Linked DNA regions of Mus musculus: all the other regions are linked to region 2. The links are chromatin contacts, called in public Micro-C and promoter capture Hi-C maps. All regions are on one chromosome and are shown on one strand. The core of a region is the stretch at or near the end of the contact, and the rest is flanking DNA. Distances in the headings are between cores, read along the strand shown. Region 1 holds the start of Bloc1s4 (biogenesis of lysosomal organelles complex-1, subunit 4, cappuccino). Region 2 holds the start of Wfs1 (wolframin ER transmembrane glycoprotein). Region 3 holds the start of Mrfap1 (Morf4 family associated protein 1). Region 4 holds the start of Crmp1 (collapsin response mediator protein 1).

The links. Promoter capture Hi-C pulls out the DNA fragments that hold promoters and counts their contacts. Hi-C and Micro-C count contacts between places; a contact is called where the count stands out from the background. Capture Hi-C pulls out chosen DNA fragments and counts their contacts.
Region 1: a contact with region 2 is called in a promoter capture Hi-C map of liver, with 2.8 times the contacts expected there. The contact joins the promoter of Bloc1s4 here to the promoter of Wfs1 in region 2. A contact is called at or near these places in 3 of 39 promoter capture datasets (hippocampal neurons and liver), 4 of 484 Hi-C or Micro-C datasets (the N1E-115 cell line, cerebellar granule neurons, cortical neurons and 1 more) and 1 of 9 other capture datasets (liver).
Region 3: a contact with region 2 is called in a Micro-C map of embryonic stem cells, with 3 times the contacts expected there. The contact joins the promoter of Mrfap1 here to the promoter of Wfs1 in region 2. A contact is called at or near these places in 1 of 39 promoter capture datasets (liver), 6 of 484 Hi-C or Micro-C datasets (CD4 T cells, embryonic stem cells, neutrophils and 2 more), 5 of 115 datasets of contacts at active chromatin or transcription factors (effector CD8 T cells, embryonic stem cells, epiblast stem cells and 2 more) and 2 of 9 other capture datasets (adipose tissue and pancreatic islet).
Region 4: a promoter capture Hi-C map of adipose tissue shows a contact between it and region 2. The contact joins the promoter of Crmp1 here to the promoter of Wfs1 in region 2. A contact is called at or near these places in 3 of 484 Hi-C or Micro-C datasets (cortical neurons and embryonic stem cells) and 2 of 9 other capture datasets (adipose tissue and embryonic stem cells).

The regions. Positions count from the first base shown.
Region 1 is chr5:36,747,345-36,750,218 of GRCm38.p6, reverse strand. Bloc1s4 (biogenesis of lysosomal organelles complex-1, subunit 4, cappuccino) reads left to right here and starts at 1,540. Exons shown (of 1, transcript NM_133724.3): 1 at 1,540-2,845. The coding sequence starts at 1,574. The coding sequence ends at 2,221.
Region 2 is chr5:36,987,558-36,990,257 of GRCm38.p6, reverse strand. Wfs1 (wolframin ER transmembrane glycoprotein) reads left to right here and starts at 1,276. Exons shown (of 8, transcript NM_011716.2): 1 at 1,276-1,392.
Region 3 is chr5:36,795,446-36,798,145 of GRCm38.p6, reverse strand. Mrfap1 (Morf4 family associated protein 1) reads left to right here and starts at 1,392. Exons shown (of 2, transcript NM_026242.3): 1 at 1,392-1,943; 2 at 2,202-2,700. The coding sequence starts at 1,553. The coding sequence ends at 1,930.
Region 4 is chr5:37,240,759-37,243,458 of GRCm38.p6, reverse strand. Crmp1 (collapsin response mediator protein 1) reads right to left here and starts at 1,401. Exons shown (of 14, transcript NM_001136058.2): 1 at 934-1,401. The coding sequence starts at 1,314.

The sequences.
Region 1 (2,874 bases), core at 291-2,790, 240 kb after region 2:
CAGTGGGAAAAGAGGTCATGTGAGCTCTACCCAGAGAGAGGATGTGTTTAACACCTAACAAAACTCCAACCACCCAGTCTTTTGCAGGATGCGTGTGGGTACCTGCCTGTGTATGAGTATGTCAATAGTAAACAGCCAACACTTTTCCTAACTGTTCCCTATTGGGGATCTGGTTTACGTCTCCTGACAATGGGGTCCAGGCCATTTGGACAAAATACCCACTACAAATCCCATCAAGACAAGGGCATCTCTACTTTATGCCTGTCTTCACTTGACAATGTTGAAGAATAAGGCCCTAAGTTTCCCAAGGACCTGCCAGACTGCATGGGTCTCAGAGACGCCACCTTGGATGTTTCTATGAATATTAAGAATTTATTCCTACCTTGTTTTTGTGTTTGTTTGTTTGTTTTTCTGGTAGCATTGTGATGGAATCCATGCTTGGGTGAGAGTACTTCTTTTGTGAGGAGGCTGAGATGACCACTCGTTAGGTTGACTTTTGTGTTCCACTGTTCTTGCTTTTGCTTACAGTTTATTTTGCTATCGCTGGTAAGGGAAAAGAGGCAGGCTGGAGCCTCACATGGGTGCTGGTGGGTACTACACAGTGGATAGATGTGGGAACAAGTCTAAGAGAGCTGTGAACTTACTGTGAACTACGGATAGGCCATTGTGTGGGATGTTCTTCCCACAAGGTGGCCTTCTAGAAAGAATTACATAAACTGTGATAAGAGGATACGCAAGGACGTGCAGGAAATGCCCTGGCATGTCCCCGTTATCTCTGTGGGAAAGACAAATAGGAGGGATATTCTTGGCTCTTTTCACAAGACCAAAGATGATAACACCAGGTATATTTTCTGTACTTGTATTTGCTAAAACTAATCATAAATGTCACCTCATATTTTGCTTCCTTTAATAATAAAAATGAGAAGTTCTTTGTATTATTCTTGAGCTCAAACACCTGGAGTCCCCCAGTTCCTAGACAGGGCTTTGGAATATCCTTCCATCTACGGAGATTTAGCCTTGGCTGGCTACAGGGCAGGTGGAGCAACAGAGGTAACCTGCTGTGACGGTATGGACAGCCTCAGCTCTGCTTCAATGTATTTCTCTGACACTATCATTTGTCAATTTACCACCAATCTACCTATCATTCCATTATCTATTGATCTGTCTGTCTGTCTGAGACAGAGCCTCACTACAGGACCCTTGGTGGCGTGAAACTGGCCAGGCTGGCCTTGAATTTAAGAGATTTGTCTGCCTCTGACTCCTGAGTGTTGCTACCAAAGGCCTGTGCCACTGGTCTAATCTATTTGTCATCTATTATCTATCTGCCATCTACCCATCTTTCTATCTATCCTCTAATCGTCTGTCACCCTCTTTGGATTACTAACTTGTGCAAACTCTGCTGGCACACACTACGAACGCACCGACAAGCCAGCCAGAAGCACTGCGGGCTCTCTGGGCATGTGGATAGTAGGCTTGGCTACTTGTTAGGGGCGTGACGTCTTTAGGAGGCGCCGGAAGCAGGCATCTCAGACCGTAACGCAATCGCTCAGCACCGGAAGCGGCCGAGCGGGCCATGGAGGAAGGACCCGCCGTCGGAACCCTGTCTCGAGAGGTCTCTACCGAGGAGGCCGAGCCGTTGGGCGCCGCGTGGAGCGGGGACAGCGGCCACGTCTCGCAGAGCCACAGCAGCGCGTCCGGGCCGTGGGACGATGACGGCCCCGAGGACGCGCCGGGCCGCGACCTGCCGCTGCTGCGCCGCGCCGCCTCGGGCTACGCCTCCAGCCTGCTGCCCAGCGCGGGACCGAGGCCAGAGGTGGAGGCGCTGGACGCCAGCCTGGAGGAGCTGCTGGCCAAGGTGGACGAGTTCGTGGGCATGCTGGACATGATCCGCGGGGACTCGTCGCATGTGGTGGGCGAGGGCGTGCCCCGGATCCACGCTAAGGCGGCCGAGATGAGGCGCATCTACGGCCGGATCGACAAGCTGGAGGCCTTCGTGCGGATGATCGGGAGCAGCGTGGCCAGGATGGAGGAGCAGGTCGCCAAGGCCGAAGCCGAGCTGGGGACCTTCCCGCGGGCCTTCCGGAGGCTGCTGCATACCATCAGCGTCCCCGCTCTCTTCAGGTCGGCGCCCAGCGGGCCCCAGCGCGCGGCGTACGAGCCGCCAGTCCTGTTTCGGACCGAGGACCACTTCCCTGGCTGCGGTGACAGACCGCAGCTCTGAGCGTGTGCGCCTCCACCGCATGAGGACTCCAGCGAGACTCTTGTCCCAAGTGTTAAGAAATCCTGTGAACTGGCGTATGTGATGCCGGGATGTGAAAGGTTAAAGTTTATTTTCTGCAAACGACTTGACATCGTCAGTATTCGATGCCAAGAGTGTAGGTCTCTATGTCTTCCAGTTCGGATTCGAAAGCTCTTTGGTGGGGACCTGGGGAAGCCAACTGAATTAATTTATCGGTGCAATACGGCAGAGCTGTTATTTTTATGGCCTTTATTACAGTGAACAGTGTTTCCTTGTTAAGATTTATATATTTATATGATCAAAAGTGCCCAAGAAATTAAAGCTGTATTATTAAATCCTAACAGTGGTTCAGTTTTCTGTAGCCTTCTGGGATAGATAGTAAATTGTTTTGTATTATATTCAATTTTCTATGGTGTAGACTGTAAGCCAAAGGAAAGAAGACAGTTTCTTAAGATAGCAAACTGGGCGTTTTGTTGCAGGGAGTCCTGAAGTTGTATTTGACAGTTTGACTGGAAGCTTAGTTTATCAAAGCAAGAATATTAATGTATGGTTGTCAGTGTTCTATTTATAGCACATCAATTAAAATGTTAAATTTCTTTGGCAGAGATTTCCTTCTGGAGATTATTTACCATAGT
Region 2 (2,700 bases), core at 27-2,526:
AAATAAACTTCTTTCCTTTGCAAATTACCTAGTCCCAGATATTCTGTCATAGCAACAGAAAATGCATTAAGACAATTAGTTACCATGGAAATGTGAATTGCTATGGCAGAGGCCACGTTTCCTTTTCCATATTGGGAGAAGTTTTTTTTTTTTTTTTTTTAATGTAACCCCTCCAGCAGCTCTAGCAACTTGTTTTGGTAAGGCAAGGCTATAGTTCTGAAAAAGCCACTGCCATCTGGTGCTCCTGCTTCTTGAACTTGCCCCACCTCGCCCCGAAACAGCCACCCCACACTTAGGGGGTGAACCTGAAAATCTCTGCTTCTGAAAGGGCCCCAGATGGAGGCAGGACAGAGTCACTCTGCTGGGATAAGCTTCCTTCCTCTGTGAGCCTAGCTGGGGTACTTGAGATTAGACCCTGAGCAGGTGCAGAATCAAAGTATTTGGTTGTAGTGGTTCAGTGAGCAACCTCCTCCTGATAAGATGGTGATGCTGTCTCTGTCAGCCTGACCTGTTGGTGCAGATCACCGGGGCAGGTGCAGTGAGATGTGCGGTTCAGGAAAGGAAGGAGCACGGAAACAAGACTGTAGTTTTGATCTCCAAACCACACCTCTCAGACACTCCTGAGGAAAAAAAAAAAAAAAAAAAAAAAAAAAAAGGAGGGGGGAGGGGCTTCCAACTGCCTGAGCCTGGCATTATCGTCTGGCTAATCTTTAAAGAGTGCTGAACTGCTTTTGGGTTTGGGTTTTGATCATTTAAGGCAGTACTTGGTAGCACGTGCACACACACTTTTTGTACTCGCTGCTACACTGGGGAGTCCTCTGTGTATCTCAATGCGTCGGAATTAGGGCGCCTGGCACGAAGTGCGCGACCTTAGTCAGTATTGTAATAGCCGGTCTGAAGTCTGAAGATGGGGCCTCACGATGCAGAGGCGGGCCAAAGGTGGCGCGAGACTTGTTCCTGGGTCCAACCACCTGTTAAGCAGCAGGCTTACAAGCTTGGGTCAGGAAAGAGATGTCCTGGAGGCGGGGCGGCGAGGGGGCAGGGCCGGGGCCGAGTCCACTCGGAAACTTAAGCTGTGGGCCGGCCAGACCCGCCCTCTCGCCGCCATCTGTCCTCCTGGCGACCCAAGAGAGCAAGTCGCTGCAAGGCGAGGCGCTCCGTGATTCGCGACAGCACATAGTGATTGGCAGGCTTGCCGGCGACTTAACGAGCCGAGTCTCCCTGGGTCGCAGCAGGAATGGAGGGTGGCAGAGGCCCCGCCCAGGCCCCGCCCCCTTTCCCGGGGCCGCGCTGAATGTAGGGCCGCGCGCTCCGCCTGCTCAGCTGGCCGCTGCAATCTCCGCGGTTTCGGAGCAACTTCGCGGCGGGCTGGGAGGCCCAGCACTGCGGCCGGTAAGTTCTTCAGGGTCGTTGTGCCATGGCCTTGGCCTTGGCGTTGGGCGCGCAGTGTCAGGGAGGGTTTCGGAGCGCTGGGTGGCGCTGCTCTCCCGGCCTCAGTTTCCCCTGATGGGTGGCAGAGCCCCAAGTCCACTCCAAGTTGCTAGAAGTTGGAGGCCAGGACTCTCGCTGCTCCACGGAGCCCGAGGCGTCTACTGCCCCAACTGGGCCAGTTGTGCCCAAGCCGTGCGCCTCTCACTCAGCCCTGGAGTCCCGGCACTCCCGCAAATCTCCCTGCATGACCGCGCTGCGGATGGGGACAGCGTGTCGGAGAGGCTGCCCACGCTCCAGAGCTGCCCCATCAAGACCTACATCCCTGGACTCCCTACCCAGGACCATGAAGGACCTGATTCCTGGGGCGCGTGGGGGCTCAGCCCACCCAGGAGCCGTGTGTCTGTTTCTTTCTCTTTCCTGGTCCTCAGAAAAGGAGGTAGGAACCCTTGGGACCCGCCCATAGTTACCCACCCTATTAGGTACCTGCTGGCCATTGTGTGACCCCAGCTCTGGTATGCACCGCACCTAGAGGAACTTAGGTTCTGGTCAGATGAACTGGAAGCCTTCTGGAAAATCTGATCCTGCACTTTTGGGTGTGATGGAGCTGCGTCCTTTCAACGTATTTTGTTAGTTATCTTTATATGAGAGTCCAATAAAACAGCGTTTTAGTTTCTTGGAACTATCTCCCTGACACTGTCACCCTCCACCGTGTACTCGGGCCCCTAGTCCTAGGGGTAGGACTTACAGTTTCCATTGGACACAGAGGCTCAGTAGATTTGGGGCCTGGACAGGACCACACACCTAATGGACAGAGCTAATGAACCTCTACCCCCTCCTCCCACCTCCAATTCCCTCCCCCTCCCCCAGGCAAGCAGGTGCAGCCCTTCCTCTGTCACCTTGGACAAAGACCCCAGGTGGTTGGCTGGGACTTTCCTCTCTAGAATCCAACCCTCACTCGGACCCATGTCCTAGGCTCTTGAAGGCCATGGCGATCACAGGGGCTACCTCCCCAGTTCCCTCACCTGTTGACCTATGTCTCTCTGGTGCTGATGCCATTCGCAGGTACTTTTTCATCTAACTAGGAATCTAGAGAGAGTTTATGTTCCAATTTCTTCCTGAATGTTCCTTGGACCTCCTCAGATACAGGCAGGATTGGGTAGAGATGCCCCTCGCCTTCTTTCCCAGGTACAAGCGTGTAGAACACCCCAGTGCCAGCCTCCCTTATGCCTTCAGAAGGTTTGGGGTTGGTCGCATAGGAGACCTAGTTCA
Region 3 (2,700 bases), core at 143-2,642, 190 kb after region 2:
CTTCTGTTTCTTTCCTTAATGTGACACTGATACATTATTGGTAACTCAGAGGGAATCACTAATGGGTACAATCCATGTGCAGGGTTTTGGGTGGATTCATGGGTTCAACTAATTTGCTGGGTTGTACAGTAGAAGCTGTCTTAGCCATAGAGATCACATTCCCACCAATTAAGACGGGAGGGAGGGGCAGAGTGAGAGGGTGAGGGAGGGGAAGGGAGAGTAGTAGCGAGAGGGAGAGAAAGAAGAGAATTTCCTGGGATCAATGTATACCAGCCTTTCCCCATGTCAGGGTTCTGCAGTCTAAGTATCCTGATGCAGTGTGCAACAGTATCCCATTGTCCTCTGAACCATTTGCTTATTCATGTTCTTACCCTGGATTATTTTTAAACAAAAGCCACTGAGTGTAGAGTCCAATTAAAGATATGCACTTTATATATGCCTATGGTTGGTTTTTGCAAAATGGTTTCACGACTTGTGGTTAGAAAACCAGTGAGATACATAGTTTAGATTCCTGAGAAAGTACTGTCTGATCGTAGACTAAGAATTCGGCATCTCCCCTTAAAGTTCAGTGTTGGTTGAGTAACAGTTACGCAAATGTAGTCGTCTGAGCCAACTTCTGTCCTTTCCACAGCAAGTGATCACCAACTGAATGTGACCTGGGGCCTCAGAAAGCATCAGACAATAGTTTCACCTTAGGAAGCCAGGAGCTCTGTCAGGTAAAAACACACCCAGCCACTCCGTCAATCAAGATATGATAATTCACTTAAACTAACCAAAGGGGCGGAGCTATGAGCAGGATGACTGTCCACACATGGCTTTCCAAGATTCCTCTTTCCCCAGTTTCGAAAAACTGTTTTTGTTGTTGTTGTTGTTGTTTGTTTGGTGGTTTTGATTTGTTTTGAAACAGGGTCTATGTACTGAACTCACTATGTACACCAGGATGACCTCAAACTCAAGGATCGGTCTGCCTGCCGCCTCTACCTCCCAGGTGCTGGAATTAAAGGCGGGCTCTTTTTCTTTTTTAAAAGTAAACTTGTCGGGTGCGGTGGCTCACACCTGCGACACGGGAAGCTACGGCAAGAGGACTGCCTAGAGTTCAAGATCAGTTTAAGCCAAATAATTGAGTTCCAGGCCAGCCTTGGCTACAGCGTGAGGTCCTGTTTCAAAAAGTAAATAAATAAAATCGGAATAAGATACAGGAAGGGACGAACTTCGCATCACCCAGAGCAGCTGCAAAAGCTGCGAAAGGGAGGCCGACCTAATGTCAGCGCGCGGCCGCAGAGGCGCTCGCCCCGCCCCTTCGTGGACGCGAGCGCGCCCGCCCCTTTCAGCGCGGCCGTAAAGAGGGGGCGCGGAGGTGTCGTGAAAGGGGTCGCAAAGCGCCGAGCGCTGGTTGACGGTTGAGACTCCATTTTGTTCGTCGCTCGCCCGCTCGGCAGTCACTCGTCTCCGTGGCTTCTCCGAGGCGGAAAGTTGGACCGGCGGCGGAAGTTTTGAGGACTCGGCCCGAGCTCCGTCCGTGAGGGTCGTGCAGACGAGCAGAGCAGCGGCGATGCGGCCCCTGGACGCGGTGGAGCTGGCGGAGCCCGAGGAGGTGGAGGTGCTGGAGCCCGAGGAGGACTTCGAGCAGTTTCTGCTGCCCGTCATCCACGAGATGCGCGAGGACATCGCGTCGCTGACGCGCGAGCGCGGGCGCGCGCCGGCGCGCAACCGGGGCAAGCTGTGGGAGATGGACAATATGCTGATCCAGATCAAGACGCAGGTCGAGGCCTCCGAGGAGAGCGCCCTCAACCACCTGCAGGGTGCCGGCGGCGCCGAGCCCCGCGGCCCCCGGGCGGAGAAGGCCGACGAGAAGGCGCAGGAGATGGCGAAGATGGCCGAGATGCTGGTGCAGCTCGTGCGGCGGATAGAGAAGAGCGAGTCTTCGTGAGGAGCCGGCCGCGGTAAGGGCGGGAGCCTGGCGGGGCGTGGGCGACGGTGGGGGAGGAGGCTGGCTTGTCGCCTCGGGAGTAAACTAGGCCCCCCCTGGGGAAGGAGTAATAGCAAATCGTCGGCGGGGAGACCGTGGAAGTTTCCAGATGGTGCTGGAGAGCATGGGGCCCTAAGTGAGACAGCGTCCAGAAGGGGGCCGGGTATTTGCTTTGCTGTCCGGACAGCGTGATTAACCTCTCGGTGATGAATCTCTCCCGCCCGTGCCTTAGGTTTCCAGCCAATGGATTCTGGTTGAGTGATGGCGATTGGCTGACATGACACCCTGGAGAAGCTGAAACCAGAGAGCCTTTTGTTTTCCTTTTTTTTTTTTTTTATCTCCTTCTTATTTTTTTTTCTTTTCCCCTCTGTCTTCCCTCTGTTTCTCACTGACACTACGTTTCTGCTATGGTCTGCGGTTGACGACCTCGATATGAGTTTTTGATTATTCGGTGGTTCCTTTTTTTTGTTTGTTTGGGGGAAATAACTTTGATTTGGAAAATGCGCTCACATACGGGAATTAGGGCCTAGATTGTAAGCCCTGTGGCAGTTGAATAACGTTCATTCCTGGCCTTTGGTTGTTGTTCCTAAATTTTGAGGTGCTTTGCTCTTTCTTGGGTGACCTGATAGCTCCCTGAACTTTGAATCTCTGTGACACTTGAGACTCAGAGTTGAAGCTCACCGCCTCTGAAAGTTCTGAAGGAGCTGTGTTAATTCTCGAAGACTCCATGC
Region 4 (2,700 bases), core at 152-2,651, 250 kb before region 2:
CTCATAGTGTTAACGGAAAGGGCGAATTAATTAATTAAACCGAGAATGATGATAAAACTCCATAGCAAGCATTTATTGATCACTCTCGACCTGATTGAACTTAATTCTTGAAATGAGTCCACAGCTCTCTCTCCCCAGCCAGGGAACTTCTGGAGGGTGGGGCCAGGCTGCCGAGCCAGCCCAGCCCAGAGCTCAAGGGACAGCTTCCCAGAGCTGCTCCAACTTCTGTTTCCCAGACACGTGGCTCTGACCTCACCCACCCTGTCCAGGACTCTTCTGTCTGACCATCCGTATTCCCTGGTAAATTCCAACTTAGGGAAGAAAATCTCTAAAGCCCAAGCCCTGGTCATGTCTTTTCCTGAGGTCCCTCCTCACTTTCGGAAGTCGGGGAGTCCATACGCCTGGGTTCAAATCCCGGGTTCGCCTCCAATTTACACATCCAGGAGTGTCCTGGATGATTTCTTACTGCCCAGCATCTGAACCCTTAACCACATCGTCCCCCCAGGGAGGGGCGGGAGCAGCTGTATGAACAGAGTCATTCCGTGAACCTCTCCCAGAGCCAAGTGCAGCCTAAGCGTCCACGATCACTGGGTGAGCGGATAGATAGATGGAAGAAGACAGAGAATGCTCACCTTTTCACAGAACCCCAGAAGGTGAACGAGGCTTAAATTCACCTTACAGGTCCCTTAGCGGCAGCTGCAGCAACTTACTTCCCCTCTCAGAACCTGGCTTGGCTTTCTGAGGCTATGCTGGCCAACCCTGGCCTATCCTACAACCTCTCTGAACCTCTTGTAGGATGATGTGGGGGAGGGGCCGTAGCAGTCCCCCAGAACCTGGTGGCAGCGGGGCCCCCACACTCGCCCTCGCGCCACCCAAGCCCTGGGTCTCCAAGGGCCCCGCCCCCCACGTCCGGCCCACGTGCCCCGAGGGTACCTGGCCATTGTCCCGGCCGAGTGGCAGGTCGCGGGGCGCAGGACATCGGATGCGCAACGCTGGCGGTCTGTCATCGCGATCGCCTGGCGAACTGACAGCAGAGCCCGAGGGCTCGCTCACATCACTGGCCGTGTCTTCGCTGCCGCCGGGGCACGGCAGGCCCACGGCGTCGGGCCGGCCAGCGCTGCGTGGTGTGCGCGCGGAGCCGCGGCGGCCCACGCTGTAGGCGTCGAAGTCGATGGTCTTGTTCTCGTAGGCGCCCTCCACGGCGGCGAACATGCCGCCGTACTTCTGGCGCGGGGTCTGCGCCGCGCTGCCTGGCCGCGCCAGGTACACCGGCAGGTCGTCCTCCGTGTTCCACGCGCGCCGCCGCTCCGCCATCCCCGTCTCCGGCGGTCAGCTCTCGCCACCGCTGGCTCCGCGCTGAGCGCCTCGGTGCGGGCCCGCGGCGGCCCAAGCGCGACTGCGGTCGGGCAAAGAGGGAGGGAGGAAGGGCCGGGGCGTGGCCCGCGAGGGGCGTGGCCGGGGCGGGGCGGAGCCTACGGTGACCAAGACCAGCGCCACTGCCAGCTACAAAGGACCGTGGAGGCGGGGACAGCGGCCGGGGCGGGGAGGATGGTGACGTGCAGTAGCCGCAGCGCGGAGGGCGGGCGGCCGAGCCGCAGTGCCCTCCACGCACCCGGCTCTCCGCCTCTAGAAGGAGCGCAGGGCGCGGGCAGAGACGGGGTGGGGGCGGTGCGCGGGTGCACAACACACATACACACACGCACGTACACACGGTTAAGCTTCACCTCACAAACAAGAGTTGCACAGACATCAGCATGTCTGTACATGGTACATACACCCAAATCAGGTACCTCCGCGCTCCCTCCAGACAGCTAGCACACCATAGATACACACGCACACGCTCACACACGCTCGCGCGCGCACACCAGAGATTCCCTGTCAGGCAACCCCACGCACCACCAAAAATCATACAAAAATTAAATGATCTTAGATGCACAGTCAGAGGCATACACATCCAACTCCCCATTGGCTCACTCGACACTACTACACTGATTGCCTGATAGGATCTGGCACTAGTGTAGGTGCTGGGCACAGGACTAAGAGTAGAATGAAATCCCTGGTGTCAAGGGCCAGCTTCTAAAAGGTATGATAGAGAATGCAGCCTGCAGCACTCAGGAACAGAGGTTCCTATCCCATAGCAAGGAGGTCATGTTAGCATTACACTCCCAGACACTTGTCACTGAACCAATGACTCACACTCGTGCTGGATACACAGCCCAACAACATCTCAGGGTAAAGAATTTCCACACCACTACCAAAAGCAACCTCACAAAGGCTCCTTCACACACAGGCCTGTAGACTGCTGATAGGGAATTCGTGCACATCCCTACCAGACACGAGGGAAGGAAGAACTCTTGAACAGAACACTTAGGAAACAAATATGCAGGGATAGACACACAGGCAGTAGGCAATGACCCAGACGATAGCCTCCATCTATGGGCAGCTCCCACATCCTGAATACAGCCCACTCCAACTATGCCTGGAGCTTAATGTCTAGACTTGAGGGGCTTCTTTAACCAGGAAGAAGTATGGAGACTTGGGATCCCCTCATTTATTTATGACTTTCTAGCATAGGGGTTATGAGATTCCCTGGGGACCCAGGAATCTCAGCTGTGCTCTCTGGATGGAAGGCTCACAAGCTGCCAGCCCCCTAGGCAGACAAGTCCAAACTGGCAATCAGGATTGCTGGGGAACAGTAGG